Regions from separate parts of the Mus musculus genome. Here all the other regions are linked to region 1. The links are chromatin contacts, called in public Hi-C, HiCAR-type and promoter capture Hi-C maps. All regions are on one chromosome and are shown on one strand. The core of a region is the stretch at or near the end of the contact, and the rest is flanking DNA. Distances in the headings are between cores, read along the strand shown. Region 1 holds the start of Smim11 (small integral membrane protein 11). Region 2 holds the start of Mis18a (MIS18 kinetochore protein A). Region 3 holds the start of Urb1 (URB1 ribosome biogenesis 1 homolog (S. cerevisiae)). Region 4 holds the start of Dop1b (DOP1 leucine zipper like protein B). Region 5 holds the start of 2410003I16Rik (a long non-coding RNA gene). Region 6 holds the start of Chaf1b (chromatin assembly factor 1, subunit B (p60)). Region 7 holds the start of Morc3 (microrchidia 3).

The links. Promoter capture Hi-C pulls out the DNA fragments that hold promoters and counts their contacts. A called contact is a pair of places that touch in the nucleus more often than the background predicts. HiCAR-type assays count read pairs that join an accessible place to other places. Capture Hi-C pulls out chosen DNA fragments and counts their contacts.
Region 2: a Hi-C map of B cells shows a contact between it and region 1, with 7 read pairs. The contact joins the promoter of Mis18a here to the promoter of Smim11 in region 1. A contact is called at or near these places in 2 of 39 promoter capture datasets (liver and pre-B cells), 1 of 484 Hi-C or Micro-C datasets (B cells) and 1 of 9 other capture datasets (liver).
Region 3: a contact with region 1 is called in a promoter capture Hi-C map of liver, with 3 times the contacts expected there. The contact joins the promoter of Urb1 here to the promoter of Smim11 in region 1. A contact is called at or near these places in 1 of 39 promoter capture datasets (pre-B cells) and 1 of 9 other capture datasets (liver).
Region 4: a promoter capture Hi-C map of neutrophils shows a contact between it and region 1, with 5 times the contacts expected there. The contact joins the promoter of Dop1b here to the promoter of Smim11 in region 1. A contact is called at or near these places in 3 of 39 promoter capture datasets (cranial neural crest, hippocampal neurons and neutrophils), 1 of 115 datasets of contacts at active chromatin or transcription factors (astrocytes) and 1 of 9 other capture datasets (adipose tissue).
Region 5: a contact with region 1 is called in a promoter capture Hi-C map of liver, with 4 times the contacts expected there. The contact joins the promoter of 2410003I16Rik here to the promoter of Smim11 in region 1. A contact is called at or near these places in 3 of 39 promoter capture datasets (the C10 cell line, liver and pre-B cells).
Region 6: a contact with region 1 is called in a promoter capture Hi-C map of hippocampal neurons, with 2.8 times the contacts expected there. The contact joins the promoter of Chaf1b here to the promoter of Smim11 in region 1. A contact is called at or near these places in 2 of 39 promoter capture datasets (hippocampal neurons and liver) and 2 of 115 datasets of contacts at active chromatin or transcription factors (astrocytes and large pre-B cells).
Region 7: a contact with region 1 is called in a HiCAR-type map of fibro-adipogenic progenitors, with 6 times the contacts expected there. The contact joins the promoter of Morc3 here to the promoter of Smim11 in region 1. A contact is called at or near these places in 4 of 39 promoter capture datasets (hippocampal neurons, liver and neutrophils), 1 of 484 Hi-C or Micro-C datasets (muscle stem cells), 2 of 115 datasets of contacts at active chromatin or transcription factors (fibro-adipogenic progenitors and large pre-B cells) and 1 of 9 other capture datasets (adipose tissue).

Annotation. Positions count from the first base shown.
Region 1 is chr16:92,299,012-92,302,824 of GRCm38.p6, forward strand. Smim11 (small integral membrane protein 11) reads left to right here and starts at 2,292. Exons shown (of 4, transcript NM_138743.2): 1 at 2,292-2,332.
Region 2 is chr16:90,725,433-90,729,186 of GRCm38.p6, forward strand. Mis18a (MIS18 kinetochore protein A) reads right to left here and starts at 1,939. Exons shown (of 5, transcript NM_025642.1): 1 at 1,594-1,939; 2 at 861-927. The coding sequence starts at 1,840. It overlaps Gm17518 (a long non-coding RNA gene), which reads left to right and starts at 1,988. Exons shown (of 2, transcript XR_876238.3): 1 at 1,988-2,239; 2 at 2,888-3,754.
Region 3 is chr16:90,808,931-90,812,880 of GRCm38.p6, forward strand. It overlaps Urb1 (URB1 ribosome biogenesis 1 homolog (S. cerevisiae)), which reads right to left and starts at 1,483. Exons shown (of 39, transcript NM_029497.1): 1 at 1,269-1,483. The coding sequence starts at 1,410.
Region 4 is chr16:93,709,835-93,713,482 of GRCm38.p6, forward strand. Dop1b (DOP1 leucine zipper like protein B) reads left to right here and starts at 2,073. Exons shown (of 37, transcript NM_027293.1): 1 at 2,073-2,234.
Region 5 is chr16:94,009,271-94,012,939 of GRCm38.p6, forward strand. It overlaps 2410003I16Rik (a long non-coding RNA gene), which reads left to right and starts at 1,385. Exons shown (of 4, transcript XR_003951876.1): 1 at 1,385-1,841; 2 at 2,163-2,240; 3 at 2,585-3,669.
Region 6 is chr16:93,882,122-93,885,887 of GRCm38.p6, forward strand. Chaf1b (chromatin assembly factor 1, subunit B (p60)) reads left to right here and starts at 1,780. Exons shown (of 14, transcript NM_028083.4): 1 at 1,780-1,854; 2 at 2,345-2,500; 3 at 3,238-3,370. The coding sequence starts at 2,375.
Region 7 is chr16:93,830,429-93,833,948 of GRCm38.p6, forward strand. It overlaps Morc3 (microrchidia 3), which reads left to right and starts at 1,693. Exons shown (of 17, transcript NM_001045529.3): 1 at 1,693-1,920. The coding sequence starts at 1,882. Gm30881 (a long non-coding RNA gene) reads right to left here and starts at 2,664. Exons shown (of 3, transcript XR_876266.3): 1 at 2,423-2,664.

The DNA.
Region 1 (3,813 bases), core at 1,042-3,541:
ACATAAAGCATTTGCTTCCTGCAACATGTTTGCATTTTGCTACCAGAGAAACTACATGGTGTTAGAGTAAGTCATTTATAGTCCAAGAGCAGATGTGCTATGAGTGGCTTCCTTCCTCAGGCCAGAAGCCTAACATCCTGTTGCACACCAGCATGGTCAACCTAGATAGCCCAGACCCAGAGATCCTAGTGTGGGGCTGTATCCAGCCAGGTTTTCCACCCTCGTAATGACTTTTCTTTTTAATCAAGTCAAGGTTCCCTGAGCCTCCTTCGTGACTAGGCTCCAACTTTGGCCAGTAAATATCCTATACTCTTGGTACAAATTATTTCATTGACCTTCATATCCTAAGAGACTTGAATAAACATTAATATATCTTTCTAACAGCTCAAAATGGTTATCCAGCCCCTTAAAGTACCTGCCTGAGAAACCAGGAAGAGCTGACTGTAAAATCTAACCAAAGGAGCCCAATAGGCTATGGAACCCTCTTTTATAGCAGTGAGAAAGCTTGCAATTACAAAATCCTCTCTCTTTCTCTTTGAGGAATAATTCTTCTTCCATCTAAAGAAATGTCTCTTAGAAATGCAAACACAGAGACTCAGCAAGAATAATTCTTCTAGCATGTAGAAATATCTCTTTGAAATACAAACATTAAGACTCTGCTGGGCATGCCCCTTGCACGTCACACAACACAACACAAAACACACACCCTTTCCCAGAGTTTGTAATTTTCCCCTTGGCTTATCTGTTTCTCCAGGAAAACGTACAGGTGGTTAAATCCAGGCTTTCATTAAACATACTTTATCATCCTCACTGGAAAATATAGTTATAACATGGACATCAATCAGTCAATTTTACTTAGGGGGAACAGGAGAAATGCTACATCTTTATGTGGTAGTTAATATGGGCAACATCACAGGATCTAGACTAGGGTAACAGCCACACCTCTGGGAATGCCTGTGGGAATTATATAGATTGGGTTACATGAGGTGGGAAAACATTCTAAATGGGTGCCACCATTCCCTGGGCTGGGATCCTGGATGGAACCTGAAGGAGAAGACCAAGAGAGGTCAAGCCTCCATCACTCTCCTCCCAGCTGTGGACTCTACTCACCTAGTCTAGATAACCTAAGCTGCTTCTGTCAAGCATTTTGTTGTGTTAACAGGAGATAACTAACAAGTTGGATGGGCATCCAGTTGTTGATCCATTTACCCCAGCTTCTCCCTCCAGTATCAACTTCAACCAAAGCTTTCTAAATGAAAATGCCAAGTCAAACAGCTGGGTTGCTGTTGTTTTTCTATCCATGTTCCCTTTAGAGTCTTTCTGCTTAGTCTGCTAGTTCTACACATCTGAGTAGTACTTCAGTGCAGATTCAAAGCTATTGCAAAAGGAACAGGTGATAGGGGCTGATCCCAGTCTCGCAACTTATGGCGAGCCCCAGGTCTGGCACGAGCTGGCCTCAGCCTCGGGAAAGAAAAAAAAATCCTTTGTGTTTCCGTTTCATCATTTGTGAAATATTACAATTATAGTGTGTCCTTTTATAGGCCTTGTAGAGTTAAATTAAACGACAGTCTCAACGTGATATTCTCTTGTTAGCACAACCAGGTCTGTGAAACCCTCTGCACGCTAACATTTTCAACTTCATCTCCACAAAGAGGCATGATGAGATCTGAAGCTAACTTTCTTGGGTCCAAGAATTCACCCCGCAATTAGTGTCAGCACCGGGCATCCGCTCCCCCCTCCACAGAAGAGGGAGATGAGGTGGAGGTCTCGGTGAGAACTTTGCCTCTCCAGAGCCTTGGACAGGGCTGCTGTCTGCGTCTCCCCACCCGGCACTTTGGGGATTCACTGGCTAGAAATGAAACTGGGAACCTAAAATCTGGGTATCTATCGGTTATCTCAACCGGGATGCATTCTTCTTGTCTGTCCCCTTGGAGGAATGCTAAGCCTGGAAAACAAAACAAAAAACCTGGGACCTATTGTCTTCAGCTGTATAGAACAGGAGTCAATGACCAGTGGACATGAACAAAGGGTCCTAGGCCGAACCCTAACCCCTGCGGACCACCCTCAGGGTTCCTACTTGGATTTCTGCAGTAGCCTCAGATTCCTGCGCAACTGGCCTGAAGCCCATAGCGCCTGCGCTTGGAGAAACACGCTCCTTAATACTAGCGAATCTGCGGGCGCCCTAAAGCCACTGCGCCTGCGTATCAAGTGGTGCCTTTCAAGATGGCGCTTCCGTTCCGAGCGGTGCATTTCGGGACTTGTAGTTTTCACGACGGGATTGTGGGAGTCGTGGTTTGTGAGCAGCAAGCGAGGAGGCCCCGCCGCCCTGAGTGTAAGTGTGTGAGTCTTTGGGGCTCTGGGGAATCCCTTGGTCATCCCGCGTTCTTGTTTCTCCCATGATGACACTTGCTGCCTACGGCTACATAGCCCTTGGGAACTCTAATAGTCTTGTCGCCTTGTTTTGGTGACGCAGGAAGGGAGCGATGATAACTCCTGGCCTTCTACCCACCCCCCACCCCCGTGGAGGCAATGCCTGGGGGCGAGAACCTGGGACTGGGCACTCCCAAGTATCCAGGGATAGCAAATCCCCGTTTGATCCTGTGGTGCCCCAGATCGCAAAGGCGCCAAAGTTGCTTAAACAAGGCGTGTCGTTTCATCTAGTAGGGAAGTGCACCATAACTCACAGGCTCCCCAAAGCCTTGAAATTTGGAATCTGGCCACCCACCCGGATAAGGTGCTTCTGGGTTTCTTGAAAACCAAGGCCTGTGCTGAGTGGGCTAAGTGAGGTCCAGGGGTCATGGCGATTTGAACCTACCGATACTTTAAATGGTTGGCTGAGGAATTGGAGTGAAAGGGGTAGAGACTGGGAGTGAAAACGGCTTCAGACAGTTGACACAAGCTGCTAGGATAGGTGAGTGCATTATATGCTGAGATAGGTGCACCCTCGACTCTGTTAGCCTCGCCAAGGAGCACACGGAGCTTGTGAGCAGACTATTGTCCACGTCGTTTAAATTGGTATAATCAAAGTGAGTGAATGTCTTCTTTGTTTCTAGAATAAAACCTGGCAGGATACTTTGCAATAAAGATCAAAACTACAAACAGTTTTATTTTCTGTCGTTAAGGGTTAAGCCTGGACAGCTCCCTGCATTTCATATATTTTAATGGCCTCCAGCTGTCCTTACCCCAGTGGCTTTGGCTCACCCTCTGCTGCCAGCTGCTGCTTGCTTCTGAATGGCACCAGGAGTCCGTGATATCAGAGCAGACAGCTCACTGCTATGTTTAGCTTTCTTGGTTATCCCCATTTGCAGAAAGCTTGCAAGCTGCCTTGAAATTTAAAGTAGTGGGTGAAAATGAACCTGGCTGCTCTGGGCCCTTCGCTCTCCTCTACCCACCCCACCCACTCCATAGCAGTACAGATTCCCCTTTGCTTTTACTTTTTCCTCCTTCTCTTCCTCTTCTCTTTTTCTTCTCTTTCTCCTTCCTTGGCAGGATTCTGTGCATCTGAGATTGGCCTCCAGCTCAGTCTTTCTCTGTAGCCTTAGATGACCTTGAACTCCCATCCCTTGACCTCCACCTCCCAAGTGCTAGGGTTACAGGCTTGTACCACCAAGGTTGGGTTGTGAGTTACTTGGGCTGAACCGAGAGCTTTGCGTTAGCACTCTGGCTCAGCCACGCCCACAGCCCCCTGCTTCCTTCTCAGAGATCTTACCTCTTAACACTCAGATTGCTAGTCTTTTTGGCATCATGTCCTGTGACATTAGACAGAGCAGAGAGTTGTGAATTCCAGAGTGGGAGACTTACTCCTTGGACGCT
Region 2 (3,754 bases), core at 689-3,188, 1.6 Mb before region 1:
TCCCTGCCAGTTTCTATAACACTTATATTCGAATATTACTAAAACCATTATTAAAACCTTCAAGTCAGTCCCACCTCTTGATTCTCTGATTGAGGTACTACCTGAACTAGTTTCTACACCTCAGCAAGACACGGCTCCTCTCTGGGGTAGCAAACATAAAAGGCAGAGCTTTCTACTCAGTCTGCTGAGGACAGCACTTGCCAACACTAGTTAGTAGTCAGCCGTGACAAGTTATCTGTCCCCTCGGCCCCAGCACATGGAACCTGGGACTAGTGACTTACAGCCACAGATGGCCTGTCTGCGTAGCCCAGTCAGCTGTGGGTGTGGGCTCTGTATTAGTATTTTCTGTCTGCCAGTACAAGGAAGAGACAGGCAGCACTGGGACAGGAATAGGACACTTTCAACTTGGAGATTTTAAGATAGATATTTTCTGCTTTACTTTCCATTTTCTTTGGCACCAAACTCAGAGCCCTAAAAATCAGTGTTAAATACACTTTCAGAATCTTAGAAACTCCCACTTTCCGATCTTAAGGGGCTATCACCATCAAATAATGGATCCTTTCTTCTTTTCAATGCATTCAATTACCATGAAAAGTTATATCTCAAGCAATCTCACAGAACGGTCGGTAGAAGATTTTTCCTTAAAATTAAAGTTTTCAGCCGGGCGTGGTGGCGCACGCCTTTAATCCCAGCACTCGGGAGGCAGAGGCAGGCTGATTTCTGAGTTCGAGGCCAGCCTGGTCTACAAAGTGAGTTCCAGGACAGGCAGGGCTATACAGAGAAACCCTGTCTCGAAAAACCAAAAATAAATAAATAAAATAAAATTTTCTCTCACATATTCACATAAATATCTTACTTACCAACCGTCTTCATCTCTGCACTTGGACAGTTTCGGTTCCTTATCCACAGAGACGTTACAGGAGACGCCTGGAAAGAGAGTCGCAACACTTTGTTAGTGTGGTTTGTTGTTACACACCTGCAGACAGGAACTTTTAACTCAACTTTAACTTGTATTTTAGAGGACTAGGGGAAAAAAAGAGCCCAAAGACTGGTGGGAAGTGGGGTACTCCCGTGGTTCAGCACTAAAGGGATGGGGGCCTTCTGGGAGAAGAGGTGGAACAAGGATTACTTCACATCCTTTTCTGAAAACCAGTGGGGTTAAGAGATAAACAAAATGACCCAGCGAAGAGCATTGGGACTCACCCAGTAAAGACATCGCCTACTCTGTGGCCATATACCATACACTTATTTAATCGTCCCCGTTATCCCATCATTATCCCTCGTTTTGGAGACGAGAAACTTGAGGCACAAGCAGTTGAACAGACTGCCCAAGGACACTAAGCTAAGTCCCCAAAGCAGCTGACAGAGTCCGTCAGATGTGAAAACACTCCCCTGAAGGAAGCACCTTCCTAAAACGTCAGGATGACGCTCAACCGCTGCCCTTGGGGGGCATGGAAGACCCAGGAAAAAACTTGTCACTCGTGAGCCACCCACAGGGACGCCTCTCCTGCGGTTTGCTGGGACAGCTCTCGTCCCCACCCCAGCCCCCGCAGCCCCAGGAAACCCCGACGCAGGAGGGCGGCCCGAACTGACTGCGCAACAGGATGCAGTTGGTGTCCTCCTGGCTGGCCACCCAGGTGAGCGAGTCGCCCAGTGGCCGGCGACAGCGGGCACAAAGGAACACCAGCGGGTTCTCCGCCGCGGCCGCCTTCTCCTCAGGCCGTTCCTTCTCTAGCCCTAACGCGTCTGCGCTCGACATGTTTGCCCACTTCTGCAGCCGCAGGTAGCGGCTCGAGTCTTCCGACAGACGCTTCTCCAGCAGGGGGGACTCGCTCGACATAGCCAGGCGGTTTTAACCACAAGCGGTCAAGGAACATCCCAGAGACCAGGAAGCAGCCATGACATACGAATTTGCCGCGCCCCGGAACCTCACGGGAATAATACCTCTGCGCATGCGCAAGGTGCAAGAGGCGGGGCACCGCCCGAAGGGGTGGGACCTGAAGAAGGGCCCGACTGCATCGAAGGCGCATGCTCGCCATCTGACCGGCGCGCGAGCCGCGCTCACTGCGCTTGCGTCCTGCGGTCTTCCTGAGCGAAAGCTGGTGAACTGGGGTGCTGGGGTGCTATCTGCGGGCATTTCAGCTCCTTCCGCCGCTGCTGAGAAAGTTGAAGGCTTCGAATTAAATGAGTAGCAGCTCACCTAGTTCCTCCACACTGTTAGCGGGCATGCCCGTGCTGGGTAAGCAGACCCATCTTCACGGAGCCGAAAGTGGACCCAGGAATTCCAAGCGGTGTACTGCAAGTCACATCTCTGATTCTAGCCCGTCTGCTCCCGGAGACCCGCTTTCCTACATCTAGAAAAAAACAGGGGTCTGTGGCGAGCCAAAGACGCCCCCTGCCTCAAGGACCCAGCGTTACTGAGACTAGCACTGCAAGGAAAAAATATGAGAAGCTGGAGGGGACAGCATCGCTGTGGCTACAGAGTGGGCGTGTGTCTGGGTCAGAGTATGGTTCACCCTACTCCAGGGCGGGAAGGACGGTCAGTCTAAAGAAAGTCAGCTTTTGATTTCAAAGACCACAGGCTAGAGGGAAGGCGCGCCACCACGAACAGCCTGGATGCATCAGTAAGAAACAACACGCAAAGACCACCATATCCCCCTCCCCCCCCCCCCCCCCCCCAGTCACACTACCCAGTTCGCTTCACTAAACTACATCACACTTACCACCTATTTTCGTATCTCTGGCCACTAGCAAAAAGTTTCAAATCCTAAGTCGTTGACCTGACCGAGGTGGTACCAGGCTGGAAACTAGAAAGGCTATTTTGCCTTCTCTGAATATGATTTTGACTTTCTGTTTTTTGAATCTTTTTTTTTTTTTTTTTGTCCAGGCTGCCCAGGAATTCATTATGTAGCTCACCCACAGTGATCCTCCTGCTTCAGCCTCCCACATGCTAGGATAACAGCCCAGCCCAGAGGCAAAGAAATGACTCCTTTTGGAACCTATTTCAACAAGTCCCTGAGGCGTATCGACCTTTAACCGCCAGGAATCCTGTGGTCCTGCTTGAGGTGTGCCAAGACGGAACGGAGCAAAGAATACCATAAACCAACAGACTTTGCAAATACACTGGAAGGTACACCAATAGGCAGATTACAGCAAAGCAGTGGGACCCTGCTGTAGACCCTGATGCTACCTGGCCATACTCTTAGCATTTTGGTTATAAGCTGGGGAATCTGTTTGTACACATTAAAGTATTTAACTAATAGTCAGAAGGATATGGCCACATACAAGGGAGGGGAGTAAATGACCACGGAGGGGACTCAAGGTAACCCCAAATTACTGGGCTTTGAACTTCCAACCTCTCCACATCACTGATGCTCTGATCCTCCAGCTAGCCATTGTAGTCTCTTCTTCTTTCCTGGAAATTTCCTTTAAAGTTCCAAGATCCCCAGTGGATGCAGGAAATAGCAGACGTTGCCAAACACTCTAGAACCAATGTTTTGTTTTGCTGAACTAGGTGTGGTGGGAAGGGAGGGGAAGGAAAAGACAGGAGAAAGGACAGATAGAGGAAGCAGGAGGAGAAATGAATGGATGAGGCCTTGAGCATCTTCCTGAACAGATTGTGGGTTCATTTTTATTTGCATGTATTTAAGGGGGAACATGAACATGCTGGAGGTCAGAGGACAACTTGAAGCCTCTTGTTTTCTTCCTGAGGATTGAACTTGGCCTTGCTACCGAGCGCCTCTGACCTCTGAGA
Region 3 (3,950 bases), core at 233-2,732, 1.5 Mb before region 1:
CACTGACTTCAGCTTCGCAACGTCTTTCAATCACTTCATTAGTCATGTACCTGCCAACCTAGCTGTCCCCTGAAATGTAGACAGAAGCCTTTCAGGAACCGAGCTGGCGCTTTTCTTCTGCCAGGAAGGCTCCTTTCCCTATACAATTCTACAACTCATGAAAAACCTGCTTCCTTGGGGAAGCCTTCTTTGATTTCACAGATCAAGGTCCCAGGCCCATTAGGCACAATGGATAGCTGGCTCCTTCTGGAAGACCCGTGACTATGTGACTTTGCTGGTCACCTGCTTTCCCAAACTATCAGATTTGCAATGGCAAGACCTGTGCCAGGGTTTTATTCGCCCATTACATCTCTACCTAACAAACAGCAACTGCAATTAAATATCGAATAAGTGTGTGGGGCGCTAAATTCTGTGCTAGCAAAGGTGTCATCTTCTAAGCAAACGACCAAGGCGAGGCACCAAACGTTTAAAAATAAAAATTGTAAGAAAAACATTAGCTGAGAATACTTTTTGAGTCAGGGTCTCACTATATAGTGTTTACCGAGTCCCCTGGCTTGAGTTAGCCCAGGGCAGTTCAGGGAGACGGACAGCTTACTCTTCTTTGGACTGGCAGCAGCAGCAGCAGTCAGGAGTGCTCTGCCAACATGACACTGTCAGGATGGCACCAATTCTATCCTTAATCTTCAAATATTTCTAATGTTGGAAGTCAAGGTGTACTTGGTCTGGCACTTTCTAAGAAGATAAGGCTGGCCTTCAACTGACAGAAATCCTCTTGCCTCTTCCTCCCTCTAAAGTGCTGAATTAAAGGCACGAACCATCAAGCCCTGCGATAGTTTATTAACTTTGTAGTTTTGTTAACCTAAGAGAAATATTTCGCTGTCTTGTTTTTACCACCGCGTTGACGTCTGAACATGGTAACATGTTCAACTGTGGTTCTCCTCACAACCAATGTACTCCTTGCACGATTAGAAGTCGTTGTGAAGTGGTGTCACACTCTGCAGCGAGTGAAATTAAATTACAGAATCTGGCCCCTCTCGGTTACCGGTCCGGACAATCCTAGTCACTCGATTTAGTTGTAGGTCCTTATGGAACTTGTTACACGTGACATCCCGCCATTATCAGGGTTGACAGTTGGTTACTATGGGAACGGCTACTGACAGCCCAAGCAAGCTATCTCACTGAACTATTCTTGACTAACTCCGAGCCGGGCTCCGAGGCGCCGCTGTGCCGGCTACTGCCCCGAAGCTGAGGAGTCCGCTCCCACTCACCCGGTCCTGGGCCCTGCGCATCCTTCAGCAGGGTCTTGAACCGCACGCCCGTGAACTCCTCCGCTCGCGTTCGCTTGACTGTGCCAGCGGGGGACGCCGCGCTGCTGGGACCCTCTGACGCCTTCCTCTTGGGGACCCCCATGGCCCAAACCACCGGGCCAGCAAAACGGCACCCTCGGAAAACCCACGCGACCGGAAGCACCGGCGGCAAGGAAGGGGCGGGACTGGAAGGAAAGGCGGAGCCTATGAGGGGAAGCCGGTAAAAGAGCCGGTCTTCGGGTGAGAAAGGGCGGAAGGGGCGGGGCCTGCTGAAGGGGGCGTGGAGAAGGTAGAACACCTGGGGGCGGGGCCTTCTGGGGCGTGTCTCTGGGTGGTGTGGGCGTGGCTTGGTGCTTGGGTGGGGCCTGTAGGGCCTGGGATTTCCCCAAGGGTTCTCTGGCTGTGCTCTGCCTGCAAAGAAAAATCACATACCCGCCCTTAGCTGCAACAATCTGGGGCAGATGGATCAAAATGCTTCCCCTGCTCCCGCAACTCCCTGAGCAGGAAGAACTCCCAGACCCACAAAGAGCAGCACAAAGAGCTCAGATATTTAAAAATCTCTGAGCATTTTAATGATATCCTTTGAACAACTTCATGAGATTGATACTTCCTCAGTTCAAGCCCCCTGCGTGTAAGTGTAAGCCGGGTGAATTCCCGAGGGCTTGACATCAGGTGGACTTACCTCTGAAAAGCCCTAGCTTGGGAATGTGGTCCAGAGTGTCCGTAACCCTGAATCCCCAGTTTTTGTCACAACCCTAGCCAGAAGGCCTAGGCTGGTTAGATGTCATTTCAAGTAACCTCCATCCACGCTTGCTTCCCCCAAACCTTGATGCACTCCTTCTGTGGTGCTGAAGGCCAGGGGCGATCAAAGAAAGCAAGCATTTAAGAAAACCTCCTTGGACAGTGCCCGCATCTCAGCACCCTCGTTAAAAAGGAGACAACAAAGCCGGCTCTCCCCAGTCCTGGGCTGGAGAACGGCAAGTAATGTAATGTTTAAAGAACTGCTTTAAGGGGACAGAGAGTACGATACAGTTTTTATTTGTTGTAAGCTGTTGATTTACAGGCTGCATTCAATGCTCTGGCAAAAATGTGGGAAAGTAAAAACAGTCAGTTGCATAATTAAAAAAAACAGATCTTATCAATATCTTGGTATGTATTTAAAATTCCAAACTAGCCTGTTAGTTGGGAAATCGATGGTTTCTGAAATTCTCTGTCATATTCTTCTAGTCTAATAAGGCACACTTTTGGAAGCAAGTATCTTTTAAGCATCTAAGAATGTGGTCCCTGTCACTCCTATGATTTTAGAGTCCCTAAGAGAAAAACAAACAAACAAACAACAACAACAACACTTGCCTTTGACTTTGAGCCTGTAGCCTACAGAAACAACTGCATCTGTGGGAATCCCTAGGTCCCGGGCCTGTCAGAAAAATGAAGATGACTAAAACCATGAATAATTTTGAGAGAAGAGGCTGAAGACCGACTTGTGACCAATTGCCCATGTTGACACTCACCAGGACCCAAACAAAAGGCAGCAAGAAGAAGGAAGAAACAGTCTAAAGCCTTGAGTTTAGCTTATGTGATGTTGGGGGAAATTATCATCTCTCTGTACTAGTGGAAGTTATAAATAATTGGGGGTGGGGGTGTGGCTGGGAGGGTGATGGTCTCAGCTCAATCCCCAGAACTCACACGGTGAAAGGAGAGACCTCCTCTCACAAATTGCTTTGTGGCCTCTACATGCATGCTGTGGCAAGTCTCTCTCTCTCTCTCTCTCTCTCTCTCTCTCTCTCTCACACACACACACACACACACAGCTCACAAAATATTTTTTAAACCCACAAGAATTAGTGAGACCAGGGAACTTACCAGGGTACTCAGGATCCTAGCCTCAATTACATAGAAGCTGCCCCTGTCCATCCTAGCCTTAGATAAAGGGATACCCGATGGCAAGTAATTACTCAGAATTACAGATGGATGTTTGAGACTGGCTCAGAGCAGTCCTCTAAATAACTAGGCCAGGTCTTTGATACTTTGCCCAATGCCAAGCTCACCAGCCGACAGTGAGCTAGCCTGCCACGAGAAGCCCTGTGTTATTTGTCTCAGTGGCCGTTACTTATCTTGTGACAGTGACTGAAAACCTGGCAGAAATGGGAGAAGAATTTACTTTGGCCACAAGTTTTAAAAACTGTCAATGTGTTATGGTAGGGAGGACTCAGTGTCTGGGGCAACTCACCCACGGAGGTAGGGGCTTGCCTCACACTTTTCATACATTGGTAGAAACAAAATTTGGACCACATCCAGTAGATATCACCCTCAAGGCCCACTCCCAGCCTCATTTCTGCTACCTAAGCTACGCTCTCGAATGTTCTACCTCCCCAGGTAGGGTCAGCATCTGGGGCCCAAACCCTCAAACAGTTCCCAAGTTTTCTCTGTTCTGTTGAAGGCTGAGCATCACTATTCTAGAACATTCTATCCGTTTCAGAGCCTTTGAAGCTTCTTCCTGACTTTCTTCTTCCTTCAGTGACTCTGATGTTCACTTCACCCGACTTCCTGTCCATTCTTCACTGTGGCTTTGTACCGTCCTTTATTTTGTTTTGTTTTGCCTTTCTTACTTATTGGAGATACAGAATAGTCTCTGTTAATGTG
Region 4 (3,648 bases), core at 823-3,322, 1.4 Mb after region 1:
ACTCTGAGCAGCAAGTGCCTTTACCCGATTAGCCTACTTGCCTTCCTGGATATATCTATTTTGGAATCTGATATAATCTATTTTTCCCAGAAAAAATATTCACTGAGCTTTATAAGCAATTACTAAATAGATTTGGATGGTGTCTTAGTTACTATTGCTGTGATGAAACACCACAACCAAAAGCAGCTTGGGGAGGAAGGGTTTGGCTTACTCTTCCATATCATGGTTCACCTTTGAAGGAGTCAGGGCAGGAACTCAAGCAGGGCAGGAACCTGGAGCCAGAAGCTGATGCAGAGGCCATGGAAGGTGCTGCTTACTGGCTTGCTCAGCTTGCTTTTTTTTTTTTTAAGATTTATTTATTATATGTAAGTACACTGTAGCTGTCTTCAGACACCCCAGAAGAAGGCATCAGATCTCATTACGGATGGTTGTGAGCCACCATGTGGTTGCTGGGATTTGAATTCCGGACCGTTGGAAGAGCAATCAGTGCTCTTAACTGATGAGCCATCTCTCCAGCCCTCAGCTTGCTTTTTTATAGAACACAGAACCAAACACAGAAGTGGATGCTCACAGTCAACTATTGGATGGATCACAGGACCCCCAATGGAGGAGCTAGAGAAAGTATCCAAGGAGCTAAAGAGATCTGCAACCCTGTAGGTGCAACATTATGAACTAACCAGTACCCCATAGTTCTTGACTCTAGCTGCATATGTATCAAAAGATGGCCTAGTCGGCCATCACTGGAAAGAGAGGCCCACTGGACAGGCAAACTTTATATGCCCCAGTAGAGGGGAACGCCAGGGCCAAAAAATGGGAATGGGTGGGTAGGGGAGGGTGTGGGAGGGTGTGGGAGACTTTTGGGATAGCATTGGAAATGTAATTGAGGAAAATATGTAATAAAAAAAATAAGAAAAAAAAAAAAAAAGAACACAGAACCACCAGCCCAGGTATGTCTTTACCCACAATGGGCTGGGCCCTCTCCATCAATCACTAATTGAGAAAATAAGGTTTTGTCTGCTTATAGCCAGATCTTATGAAAGTATTTTCTCCATCGAGGTTCTCTCCTTTCAGCTGACTCTAGATTGTGTCAAATTGGCATAAAACTAGCCAGCACTAGATAGCTCTTTCTAAAATTTTCATGGAATAGGCTATCACTGAAATAACCTTAGTCGGTAGAAGGCGCTGTTTCATCTGGCAGCGCTGCTGCTGGCGTCATCAAGACACGGTCAATGTCAGAGTGAATCCTGCCAGCTCCCAGACCCCATCACTCTTCGAGGATGCATGGACACCTTAACCCGGAACCCCCAAGCCTTCTGTTCCTGTTACCTGGGATTCTTCCTGCCTCCACCCCACGATGAAGATTGTGGGTGTGGTCCTGACGCAAAGCCCAAGGGTGCACGACACTGGGAAGGCCCTGCTCCCAGAGTCCGGAAAGCCCAGGGTTTTTTTTTTTTGTTGTTGTTGTTTTTTTTTTTTTCTCTTTTTTTTTTTTTATTAGGTATTTTCCTCATTTACATTTTCAATGCTATCCCAAAGGTTCCCCATACTCAGCCCCCTTCCCCATACCCACCCCCCAAGCCCAGGGTTTTACCTGCCTGTTTATGTGAGACCTTACCCGACTACATCGCAAGGCCACGCCCACCACTGGCCCCCCAAGTTTAGACCAGCCTCCAGCCCCAAAAACCCCGCCCTCAGAGACCCCACCCACCATCGGTCCACTGGCAGCTCCACGCGTCCAGAGCCCCGCCTTGAGCACCGAGGCCCCACCCACTCTGCCAGACCCCTCCCCCAACCCCTCCGCCTCCAAGTCTCCTCTTTCGCTCTCCGCCCTATGTGACTGACCAGGGCGCGGCCCCACGCCGCAGAGGCCAAACCAACCCCGCCACCAAGGCCCCGCCCACACGCCTAGAGTCCCGCCCACGAGGAGAGAGGCGCCGCCATACCGTTAAGGCTCCGCCCCCGTTCACGCGCAACGTCATGACCCCGCCTACAATGGCCCCTCCCAGTCACCGCTAAGGACCCCGCCCCACGCCGAGGGCCTGCCTCCAGGTCCCGCCCCCCGAGGTCCCGCCTTCCGGCCCCGCCCCCAGCCGCCCAGTTCCCGGGAGTGGCGGCAGCTGGGCGGAGGCGCAGCGATACCTCCGCCTTCGAGGTCTCTGCCGAAGCGCAGAGCCGCCTTGTCCCGCAGCCGACGGGCTCCGTCCCACGCCCACCGCCGAGGTCCGCGGCCGCCGGTAAGTGTGGTCCCCGCGGGCCCGGAGCGGCAGAGGCGTAGAGCTCGGGCGGTGGCGCGTCTGCTGCAGTGCGGGTACGGCCGCGCGTGGGTGTGGGCTTCAGACCCGGCCTTCTGCGCCTGGCAGGGTCCGTGCGAGCGGGCCTCGGGCCGCAGGTGGAGGTCGAATGGCCACCGCTGTCAGCCTAGCCGGCCCAGGGCCGTTCTGGAAGCTCAGCCTTTGTTGGGCAGGGCTTCCAGGTTCCCTAATGGTGTCCCAGCAGCCGGCGTGCACCAGCCAGCCTGCCCCTGCGCCGGCGGATAAGCCGCGGAGGAGGTGCTCACCCGGTGACAGCAGTCCCCATCTCGGGAAGCCTGTGTAGGGTTGTTGAGGACACCCCACCTTTAAAAGCTATTCCTGTGAAGTGTCAGGTGTCTTGCTTTTTTTCCCCCCTCTAGTGCTATTTGATCTCAGTGTAAAAGACCGAATTCAAAACTGGGCCAGTTGGTAAAGAGGGTTGATGCGCTGTAGAAGCAGGGACATTATCAGCAAGTAAATAGGAAGGCTGCTGATTGTCGGCTTTTACTGTGTTCATCATACTCCTTCCTTGTAAGCATGTTTACAACCGACTTCCGGATCCAGCAGATGGCTTTTGCGTCTTCACCTGAGCTTAGAAATTAGGAATGGGTAAGGCGAGAGCACTCCTACGAATGCTTTCTGTTTCAAGGTAAAGGTATCGGGTGCACGTGTGCATAGGGCTTTGCGTATTATCTTTTGTAGCCTCCATAGCGCTATCAGCCCACTGAACTGCGGTTGTATCTCACAAAAATAGGTGTTGGAGATGGCTTGTGAGAGGGGCTGTTTAGAGGTTGACCTAGCCATTGTATAACAGAACTGAGCCCGAATCCTATGCCTACCACTAATCCCTAATATCCCCATCTTTCGGCAGTAATGTCCCTTGTGGGACTCCAGTGTGTTTCGTAAGTGAAATCAGTGTAGAGCTGACACAGAAACTGTGTAGTGTTGTAATTCCCCATGCCCGTATTTTGAAGGGGTTCGCTTGAATAACCTCTGAGCTTCTTACCTGTGCAGTTGTGCCAGCATTGGGCCCTCACAGAGAAAGAACTGCACCTGCTGCCTGTTCATACCTGGCTGACAGCCTCCTTGCCAAGGGCAGCCAGGCGCTCTCTGTCATCCTGGACACTCACCGTCTCAGTGATGCAGCTCTTCCTGGCATCATGAGAGTCCACACCTGTGGGCTCCGAGGACTCCTTTGCTGATAGCTTGCCTTCCTCTTTCCTCTCTTGTCCAAACCAGACTCGGATAGCTCTGTGTGTGTGTGTGTGTGTGTGTGTGTGTGTGTGTGTGTGTGAGAGAGAGAGAGAGAGAGAGAGAGAGAGAGAGAGAAGAGAGTGTGTGAGTGTGTATGTGTGTG
Region 5 (3,669 bases), core at 135-2,634, 1.7 Mb after region 1:
GGGAAAGACAGAGAGACTGAAAGTAAAGATTAACTTGTAAATGACTTTATTGCCAGGGGAATTGTCCCCCATCACCTGGTCACTGCCCAGGTCACCTCCATGGTGTGTTCATCTCCACTGAAGCCTGGGGTCTAGATAGGTCTTGTCCAGCAGAAGACAAGACTCACATTAGTCCACACTTGCTTAAGGCTGGGCATGCACACTGCTTCCCGTTTCTTCAGCCACTCGGTCTACCTACTACCCAAGCTTATCAATACCACATGCACAAGACACTTTGGTATAAGAGACTCCACCCTGGCACCAGGGAAAGGCAGGCAGATTGTGAAGCTAAGCAGCCTGCAGGCACACGGGCCAGCTGGGTCCCAGCTCTGTTCCCCATTATGAATGACCTTGCATATGTGTCTTGTGCCTGTTTTGATCTTTAAAGTGAGCTTAGAAATACTGACAGACAAGGACCTGGAGAGTGCTTCGTGGGTAAACTGTCGTGCAAGCATAAAGAAAAAGCTGAGCATGGCTATGCATGCCTGTCACCCCCGGGTGGGTGGGTGCAGGGAGACAAATTCCGGAGCTCGACCAACCGGCAGCCAAGCTGGCTCAGTGAGAGACCCTCTCTCAAAAAGTAAGGTGGCTAGCAACTGAGGGGGACACTTGATATTGATCTCCACAGACAGCGCACAGGTGCACAGGCTAGCTGAGGAGCACAGACTAACTCATACATGCACATATACTAATTAAAGTCCCTCAGAGAGTCAATAGTGTGGTTCGACTTCAAGACCATTCCCTAAACAGAGTACCCCCTTGGCAGTGGGTTTTTTTTTTTTTTCCTGTCTATTTAGGTCTCCAGCTAACGAAATGAGGCCACCTACATCATGGGCATAATGCCCTCTGCTGTCTACTGTATCGATTTAACTGTGCTGGCTAGTTTTTATGTCAACTCAACACAAGCTAGAGTCACCTGAAAGGAGGGAGCCTTGATTAAGAAAGTGCCTCGGTAAGATTCAGCTACAGGGGATATCTTGATTAGTGATTGATGGGGGAGGGCCCAGCCCATTGTGGGCGGGGCCATCTCTGGGCTGATGGTCCTGGTTCTATAAGAAAGCAGGCTGAGCAAACCATGGCGAGCAAGCCAGTAAGCAGCACCCTTCCACGGCCTCTGCATTAACCCCTGCCTCCAGGTTTCTGCCTGCCCTGAGACAGAAACAAACATTCTCACAGAAACATCCAGGATAACTTTTGGACTCATATCTGGATCATGCCCAACCAAGTTGACACACAGAATGAACTGTCCCCAAGGCATGTTTGCCCATGTGACCCCAATAACGAGCTCTATGCTTGTTTGTCTTTAGGGACCGTGTGTTTAAGGAAACAATTTCTTTACTGAATGGTGCTTCATTTGGTAGACCATTCTTTGGGACTGTTGTTCCTCCCAACACCCTCTGGGAACTATGTGCAACGGCAAACAGCTGAGAAGACAAGGAGGCCCAGGCTAGGTGGCCAGGCAGGTGCCTGATGCTGCTGAGATGACAAGGAGGCCCAGGCTAGGTGGCCAGGCAGGTGCCTGATGCTGCTGAAAAGACAAGGACTCTTCCCCACCCCACCTCACCCATGTTAGGTGGCCAGGCAGGTGCCTGACACTGCTGTCCTCTGGGGAGGTGTAAAATTTCCATTAGAAAAATGCAAGGAGGCTGGCCCTGGTGGCACAAACCTTAAATCCCAGCACTCAGGATGGAGAGACCGGCAGATCTCGGAGTTTCAGGCTAGTTAGAACTACGCAGTAAGACCCCGTCTCAAAAACAAACAAACGAGCAAGAAGACGAAAAAGGAGGAGGAAGAGAACTAAGGTGAGGAGGAGAAGAAGAAAGGAAAAAGGAACGCACCAGGCAAACGGGAAGAGGGTGAGCCGGTGCAGCAGGCCCTCGAGGACTGACCACGGTGTGAGATGGATAGCAGGCAGGGTGATGGATGAAGACACCAGCCTGTAGCTAGCTTGAAGAAGGGGCAGACATATATCTGAGCTATAAATCTCAGAAGGAGAAGCAGAGATTAGGAGCGAGAAACAGGGGCTGAGCTGTGCTTTCTGAGTGAACACACTGAAGAAGGGGGAGATTTGCACCACTGCAGCAGACTTTTTTTTTTTTTTTTTTTTGTCTTTTACTCTGAAGTGCCAAGAACTGGAAGAGGAAGTATGTTGCTGCGCTGCAGAGTTGCCGTGGCAATGGGTCAGCAGCAGAAAGAAACAGGTTGGGAGAAAGGCTCCATTTCTGCGCGGGGGTAGGGGGGGTAGGGGACAAGGGGGGGCTAGAGGGGGCAGGAGACAGGATGAGGAACAGATGGGGAAAGCAGTCACTGAAGTCACAGAGGCAGCAGGAGAGTGAAGTAAAAACCAGGCTGGATCGTGGGGGAGGGACATGAGGGGGGGGGTGATGTCGGGGCGGGGGGTGCAGAAATTACACCCAAAGTCAAATGTGGTCCTCAGTTTCTGCTCGCCTCCCCCTTCCCTACCTATGCGTTTCAAGGCATCCTAGTGTGTTTTGTGAGGTTTCTTATTGCTAATCCGACATTCACCACTTTGTCTTTGACCCAGGTTCTGCCCTCAACAGACCATCTGTTAGGAAGGGACCTTAAATCTCCAAGAAAGGAAGTCTCTAGAGATAGGACATTCCATTCTGTTGGAGTTTAAATTTGGTCCCAGAGCAACAAGACCTGCTTTGGAGCCTCCAAACCTCAGGACTCCACAGTTCTCAAAAAGACAGCCGAACGGCTTCCTGGAATCCCGTGTGAGCTGTCAGCTCTGCAGCAGTGTAAAGATGCTGGAGCATCCTCCAACCGCAAGCCAAGGACCACAAAGCCTTGCGTATCACCTTGGCTTTCTTACAGTGAGTGGGTGATTGAAATGACAGACTCTCAGCCCATGTGCTTAACTGCTTGAGGTTAGACCTGGGGAGACTGGGCTAAGGGAGAGATGATGCAAACCCACTTACAAGGAGAATGGCCTTGAGTTCTGAGTGACCTTGGGGTGGGCAGCCTGGTCGTCAGAGTAAGCCAGTGGACTTTATGTCTTTTTTTTTTTCTTTTTCTTTTTTAATTGGACATTTTCTTTATTTACATTTCAGATATTATCCCCTTTCCTGGTTTCCCCTCCGGAAAAGCAACCTCCCCACTCTTCCCACTCACCAACCCACCCACTCCTGCTTCCTGGTCCTGGCATTCCCCCACACTGGGGCACAGAGCCTTCTTAGGACCAAGGGCTTCTCCTCCCACTGATATCCGACTAGGCCATCCTCTACTGCATATGCAGCTGAAGCCATGAGTCCCACCATGTGTGCTCTTTGGTTGGTGGTTAGTCCCGGGAGCTCTGGGGGTACTGGTTAGTTCATATTGTTGTTCCTCCCATGGGGCTGCAAACCCCTTCAGCTCCTTGGGTCCTTTTTCTAGCTCCTCCATTGGGGACCCTGTACTCAGTCCAATGGATGGCTATGAGCATCCACTTCTGTATTTGTGAGGCACTGGCAGAGCCTCTCAGGAGAGAGCTATATCAGGCTCCTGTCAGCAAGCACTTGTTGGCATCCACAATAGTGTCTGTTTTTGGTGGTTGTTTATGGGATGAATCCCCAGGTGGGGCAGTCTCTGGATGATCATTCATTCAGTCTCTACTCCATACTTTGTCTC
Region 6 (3,766 bases), core at 530-3,029, 1.6 Mb after region 1:
CATGTGGTTGCTGGGATTTGAACTCAGGACCTTCAGAAGATAGTGGCTGAGTAATCTCACCAGCCCAATTTTTTTTTAAAGATTTTTAAATTTTATGTGTGTGAGTTTTGCCTGTATGTATGTGTCTTAGGATTTAATTGCTATGAAGAGACACCATAATCAAGGCAACTCTTATAAGGACAACATTTAATTGGGGCTGGCTGACAGGTTCAGAGTTTCAGTCCATTATCATCAAGGCATGGCAGCATCCAGGCAGGCATGGTGCAGGCAGAGCTGAAGGTTCCACATCTTGATCTGAAGGCTGCTAGGAGAAGACTGGCTTCCGGGCAGCTAGGATGAGGGTCTTATAGCCCATACCCACAGTGACACACCTACTCCAACAAAGCCACACCTTCTAATAGTGCCACTCCTTGGGCAAACCATATACAAGCCATCACAGTATGTATGCATGTGCACCATATGTGTGCCTGGTGCTTTTGGAGGTCAGAAAAGGGTGTTGGGTTAACTGGAACTGTGTCATGATCCACCATGTGGGTTCTGGAAACTGAACCCAGGGCCTTGACCAAAGCAGCCAGTGCTCTTACATGCTGAGTCCTCTCCAGCTCTTGAGATCATTTCTTTATAAAAACCCAACTTTCGCCGGGCAGTGGTGGTGTATGGCTTTAATCTCAACACTTGAGAGGCAGAGACAGGTGAATTTCTGAGTTCGAGGCCAGCCTGGTCTACAGAATGAGTTTCAGGACAGCCAGGGCTGTACAGAGAAACCCTGTCTTGGAAAAAAAAAAAAACAAAAACAAAAACAAAAACAAAAAAAACCTTAACTTTCATATGCTGGCCTGTAAGAAGTCAAAACCATAGGAGACAAGAATCTTTAAAAAATATGTGACATTATTGAGAAGGTCATGGTGGATAAATTAACCATTACATAATTGGAATGGAAGTTCCTACACATTCATGAGGCTGGCCTCAATCTTGCTGTGTAGTTAAGGTTGACCTTGAACTCCTGATCATCTTCCCATTTCCACCTTCAGAGTGTTGGGATTACCATCATAACAACCATTCTAGGCGTCTGTCACATCGCTAAGAGAGGGCGAAGGCATTGCTGTTTTATTGACATTTTGAAACTCCAGAGCCATTTTGAGATATTTGGTGGGGCAGGACAGCTCTCAAATATCCACTGCCTGGGACACTCTTATTTGGTTATATTAGATGAGTCCCAAAGTTTCCCATCTGCCCTATAAGAAATGTTATATATTTTTTGTTTAGTCTTTAGTTCAGGCTGGCCTGGAACTCTCTGTAGCTGAGGATAACCTTCCTCTTAGGGTCCTCTGGAGTGCTGAGATCACCGGCAGGGGCTGGTGACAGAACCGCTGCTGTTGGCTAAGCGTGCAATCAGCTGCCTGCGTCTCTAGTCCCGCTTTTCTTTCTAGACCGTAAATTCCAGGCGGGAAGATCTGTCCGATGAGCATGTGACACTGACGCGTGGTAGGTAGGACGTCTTGCATCTCGGGTTAGCACGTCAAAGCTGGACGAGCCTGGACTCCTCCGAGGCGCGGGAATGGGATTCCCAGTCCCGCCCAACAGGAGCCACGAGCCGCGACAGCCCCGCCCACGAGAAAGAAAAGAGCCCAGAGCTCCGCCCACCGGAAGCCAAGGTGCCGGGAGATTGCTGGCCACTGGGAGGAGGGATGCCCTGGACCCTCCCATTCAGAGACTTTGTCTTGTGACAGCCCCGCCCACGCGGAGGCGGGACGCCCCGGAACTCCGCCCCGAGGAGGCGTGACCGGAGGCGTGGCCTGCGGCGCGCGGGAAGCTGCGGGCTGTGGCGGCCCCGGGTGGACCGAGTTACTGCAGGTAGGTTTGCTGATACCCGGCTTCCGCGCTTCTGACCTGGGTTGGGCTGCAGCTCCTCACCGGGGCCGTGAGTTCTGATCTCAGCGCGGGCGCAGGCAGAAGGCAGTTCGTCCCAGACCACAGTCCCCACCGGGACCGGGACTCGCGCGCCTTCCGCCAGGCCGGGTTGGGCCGCCCGGACCCGCGCCCCTCCCCGTGAACTCCCTCCCTTGCTGCTCCCCGGGATGATAGCCAGTACTCCGGTACCGGTCTCTGGGACCCCACCTCAACACGATGCTCTGTGCTGCCCGTCCTCGCCTCCGTCTGGGGTGTTTGGTTTCTTTCTCTTCCGGAACCGTACACTGGTGGAAGTCTCTCTACCTGCGGGAGCATTTTAGCTGAAGATTGCAGGTGTCTGAGCCGTCGGCGTCGCTAATGGCTTCTGTGCTCTTTCCCCGGCTCGCCCTTCATGTTCCAGGGTCGCTGTTTAACTCTTTGCTAACGTTTCCAGCCTCCCTTTGCCTGGCGGAAACTCTGGAGGATGAAAGTGATCACGTGTGAAATCGCCTGGCACAACAAGGAGCCAGTGTACAGCCTGGACTTCCAGCATGGGGCAACCTGGAAGATCCACAGGCTGGCATCCGCGGGGGTGGACACCGCCGTCAGGGTAAATGGACAGGCGGGAGGATACGGGGAGGTTCTACGCGGAGCTCACGTTTTCATTCCTTTGTTTAAAACTGAAGGCAGCAACTCAAGTCGGGTTGCCACCTAGTCCAGTGTACTAAGTTCTGAGGCCTGGGGAAAGCAAGGAATGCTGAGAAGATTAGCTTTCTTAACATTTGCTACATTGTTTTTGTTTGTTTTGTTTGTTGTTTCAAGACAGGGTTTCTCTGTGTAGCCCTGGCTGTCCTAGAACTCTGTAGACCAGGCTGACCTCGAACCCTCTGACTCCCAAGTGCTGGGAATAAAGGCGTGGGCCACCACGGCCCGGCTATTTGCTACATTGTTACAAGTGGGTTCTCAGTATTTTAGAATACTAAACTAGGAAGAGCTCTGTGGTGCCAGGCATGTATCCCCAATACCCATACGGTACAGATCTGAAGTTTGAGATTCTCAACAGTAGTGAGTTTGAGTCCAGCCTGGGCTAGGTGAGACCTTGTCTCAAAATAGTAATACTGAGCCTAGCTCCTGTGCTCTGTGCTTTGCCCATTTGCTCTAAAGAACTGGAAGAGGGGAATAGCAGGTAAGGGGACTGATGGTGTGCATTTCTGCTAATACTTCCTTTGATTTACAAAGTTTCAAAAAAGAAATTGCATTTTCTGCCAGAAGATAAGTTGTTGTCTCCTGGAAGGGAGTTAGGAGGTGGCTAGTGTGTTTCTGCAATGTATGCTTTGCTGTCGACAGATCTGGAAGTTGGAGAGGGGGCCAGATGGGAAAGCCATTGTGGAATTTCTCTCCAATCTTGCTCGACACACCAAAGCTGTCAATGTTGTACGCTTTTCTCCAACTGGGGAGATTTTAGCATCTGGAGGAGATGGTAAGTATTGTCCTTATTAATCCTTAAACCTGACACGAATCTCCTGTCTAATAATGACATTTGAGCTGGGTTGACATGGACCAGTGATCACAGCATGTTGGAGGCTGAGACAGGAGGACTGAGAGTTCAAGACCAGGCCTGGCTAAATAGTAACAGTCTTTTCAGGGAAAGAGAATAGGACTGTGAGATCTGAGCTTATTGTATCTATTCCCCTGGCTGCCTTTCAGCTCACTAAACAGGTAACATTTTGGGAGTGTGTCAGAGATGGAAGATGAAGGACACCCATTAAACTCAGAAGATATATCTGAAAATAGTTCTTTCTCCATTTGTTGCCTGCAGGCTGGTTGGGTGTGGTAGATCTGTCAGCATCCCAGGGGCTTGTCTGGTTGTCAGAGT
Region 7 (3,520 bases), core at 443-2,942, 1.5 Mb after region 1:
TGCCTCCTAATCAACCTGTCTTTATTTACTTTTAATCTGATCTAAATTGGCCTATATCTGCCTCACCAAGGGAGAGAAAAAGCCTACCACGTGTCACTACATATTTCATGATTTCACTTAAATCCATGCAGAGTTGCATGGTAGTCATTAGGGGCCGAAAGGGGAGAGTGGAAGATGGATGGCTGCATTGACCTCCATTGTGGGAACACACTGAACGCCCCTAATCTGACCTTTAAAAGGTGAAGTTTACGTGTGTTTAACAACAATAAACAAACAAAATACTGCAGGGAGGTGTGGTAGTGATTCACATCTATAATCCCAGGATTTAGGAGATAGAGGCAAGAGGGTCAGGAGTTTGTCAACCTCAAGTACAAAGCAGACCAGCCTGGGTTACAGGAGGCTCTCTTTCAAAAAGAAAAACAAAGCGATTATGTGGATCTCAAGAAAATGTGGCGAGACAGGCTTTCCTCAGCTGCATCCCGTGGGGAATCCTCTTCCCTGATGAACAAGTATTTGTCCCACCCTAGGCACTGTTTTCCCCGCAAAGACAACCAGACTCGGATGAAACAGGAAAACAAGGCTGACCTGCTTGTTAATCCTGTCAACTTGACAAGATTTAGAATCCCCATGGGAACAAACCTCTGGTCAAATCCACAGGGGAGTTTCTAGACTAAGCTATTTGCAGTTCAGTGGAGAATTTGCGCAGCCTGGGCTGCTGACACTCTCTAGGTTGACTGCACGGCTCACTGACCGGCCATCATGGTTCAACTGTCTTGACAGCCACCTGTTCTGCAAGACTAGACACCAGTTTTGCTTATCTTGTGCCTCTTATTCACTCTTAAAAACAGTGAATACCACAGGTTTTAATTTTACATCCCCTTATTAATTTAAAAGTATTTAAGTTTTTACAAGCCTACAGTTAAAATATGAAGAGAAAACACAGTTGACGTGTAGGAAAAGGAGAGGATCCATCCCATACTGTAGTGTTTAATAGACAGCGGTCTATAATAAAGGATACTAAATTGTTTATCAGCAGAAGATGAACTGAACTTTTTTTCGTTTTGTTTAGTTTTTTTTTGTTTTTGTTGTTTTTTTTTTTTTTTTTTTTTCGAGACAGGGTTTCTCTGTGTAGCCCTGGCTGTCCTGGAACTCACTTTGTAGACCAGGTTGGCCTTGAACTCAGAAATCTGCCTGCCTCTGCTTTCCAAGTGCTGGAATTAAAGGCGTGCGCCACCACTGCCCGTCTGAACTTTTATAAATAAAAATATGACTATCGTTAAGACTGCAGTAAATACTCTTGCAAATCTTTTAACCTTCTCTTTACTTGTACTATTTAGCATCCCTTTCTTGACTAATTTCTACATGCTACTCGCTGCAGTACCGGGCTCCACACACACTGAATTAACGTGTCCGTGCGCTACCACTACCAGGATAAAAGCTGATGATTTTCAGGCAAACCCAAAAAGTAATTATTTTCTTCATTTTGTCCTGTAAGATTCCAGTAACATCATTACCAGCGGCCATGGATTACACTTTTGCAGTGCGATTTTCATCAGAGTTTGCCTAGCTTCTACACATCATTCTTCGCGCCAATCTTCAATCTCAAGGTCCAGCTACGCGAGGCGAGGAGCTCGCGCCCGCCCGCTCACCTACGCATGCGCCCAACGCCTGGGTCCTGCGCGCGCAGCAGGTCAGGCCCGCTCGGGCAAGCCTCTGCTGAGAATCCTAATTCGCCTTTGCCCGAGGCGGAAATGAGTGGGTGTGGCCTGGTGTTGTCGGTTCCGCCCCGGAAGTGGGCGGGGCGTTGAAGCCCGCGGCGGACTCGTAGCCTCCCAGTCGGGCTGCGGCCGAGGCCGGTCCTGGCTTTGTAGCTCACTCAAGATGGCGGCGCAGCCACCCACCGGGATCCGCCTCAGCGCGGTGAGCAGCCGCGAGGGGAGGAGCGGGCCGGGTCCCAGGAGGGCGGGCAGGCGGGCCAGCCAGGAGGTGGCAGTGGGCGGCGGCGACTCAAGGGCTGGCGCGGCGGCCGGGAGGTCGCGGCGGGGCCAAGGGTCCGCCGCCATGTCTCCTCGCTCGGAGGAGCGGCTGTAACGCGCGGCCGGTGCGCTCGCGGCATCTCGGGGCAAGCCGAGGCGGCCTCCCTCCCTCCCTCCGGCTCTGCGGCGCCCGACAGCTGTTGTGGGAGCCGCGCCCTCCGCGACCCGCCCGCCCCGGGAGCAGCCGCCGGGCCTCGTCGGGGCGGCGTGGGCTGCGGTGCAGCGCGGTTCCTGCACGCGTCCGTCCCTGTCGGTCCCGGCTCGGAGGAGCGGAGGCTAGGACTCATCTCCTCCGCTTGCTTGGCATGCCCCTGCCTTTTCGGGCCGAGCCCATTGGTGGCAAACCCTTTGGAGGTGGCTGGGAGTGGTCGCAGAAAAGGACTTACACTTTCGGGTCCAAAACATTGTGGGCGTGGCTTCACCTGATGATTCCTGCAAAGTTTTATTCTCTGCCGGCCCTGAGGTCTTAAGCGGGGAAAGTTACTTCCTTGATGTTTGAAGGATGGCTGCGGTGGCCCATGCCTGGCATCCCCAGCGCTCGGGTGACCGAAGCAGGCAAATTCTAGGACAATTTAGGGAGACAAGGGGAAGTCCTGTCTCAAAGGCAAAAAAAGCGGTACTACTGTGTTATGTAATTTCGTTGGCGAGCGGTAAGGATTTCCGGAGGTTAAAGCACCTCCCGTAGGTGCTCTTCAAGAATGCAGGTCTCCGTCCATTCATTAGGCTACTTCCGTCATTTGGGATGTGATAGCCCCAAGTGTGCATGAAGTGTTACCTAGTTTTATCGCGTCTGCCTTTTTTTTTTTTTGTGAGGTTGAGTATTCTTCACATTTTTTGTTATGTTTTGTTTTAAATTGCCTGTTAGTACGGTTTCCCCCCACACAGTTTATGTGTGTGTGTGTCTTATGCACCTGAAGATGAGGACTTCTGAACCCTCACTGCTAGTTATGAGTTGGCCCATGGGGTGCTGGTAACTGAATCCTGGTCCTCTGTAAGAGCAATTTGTGCTCTTTTGTTTGTTTGTTTGCTCTTTTGTTTGTTGACAGGGTTTCTCTGTGTAGCCCTGGCTGTCCTGGAACTCACTCTGTAGACCAGGCTGGCCTCGAGCTCAGAAATTCGCCTGCCTCTGCTTCCCGAGTGCTGTGATTAAAGGCATGTGCCACCACTGCCCGGCGCCAAAAGAGTTCTTATTCCCAGGATAGTGATAGAAATTATCCTGTGTCAATTATGAGTGACTAAGGTCCTGGAACAGGATTTAGATTCCTGTGAGTAATGGGGGTGGCGGTGGTGGTGAGTGTGTGTCTTGGGTTACCCAACAAGTGGCTGACTTCCTGATTGCCAGGCAAATGTTCTTTATGTTGCTGTATCCCCAGCCTTATAGAAGTCCTAAATCATACAACAAAATAAATGCATAGATGAGTACATTTGCAGAAGTACTGGCTGGAGGGGTCAGGTAGCAAGCAGGCAGATCTTTGCTGGGCCCA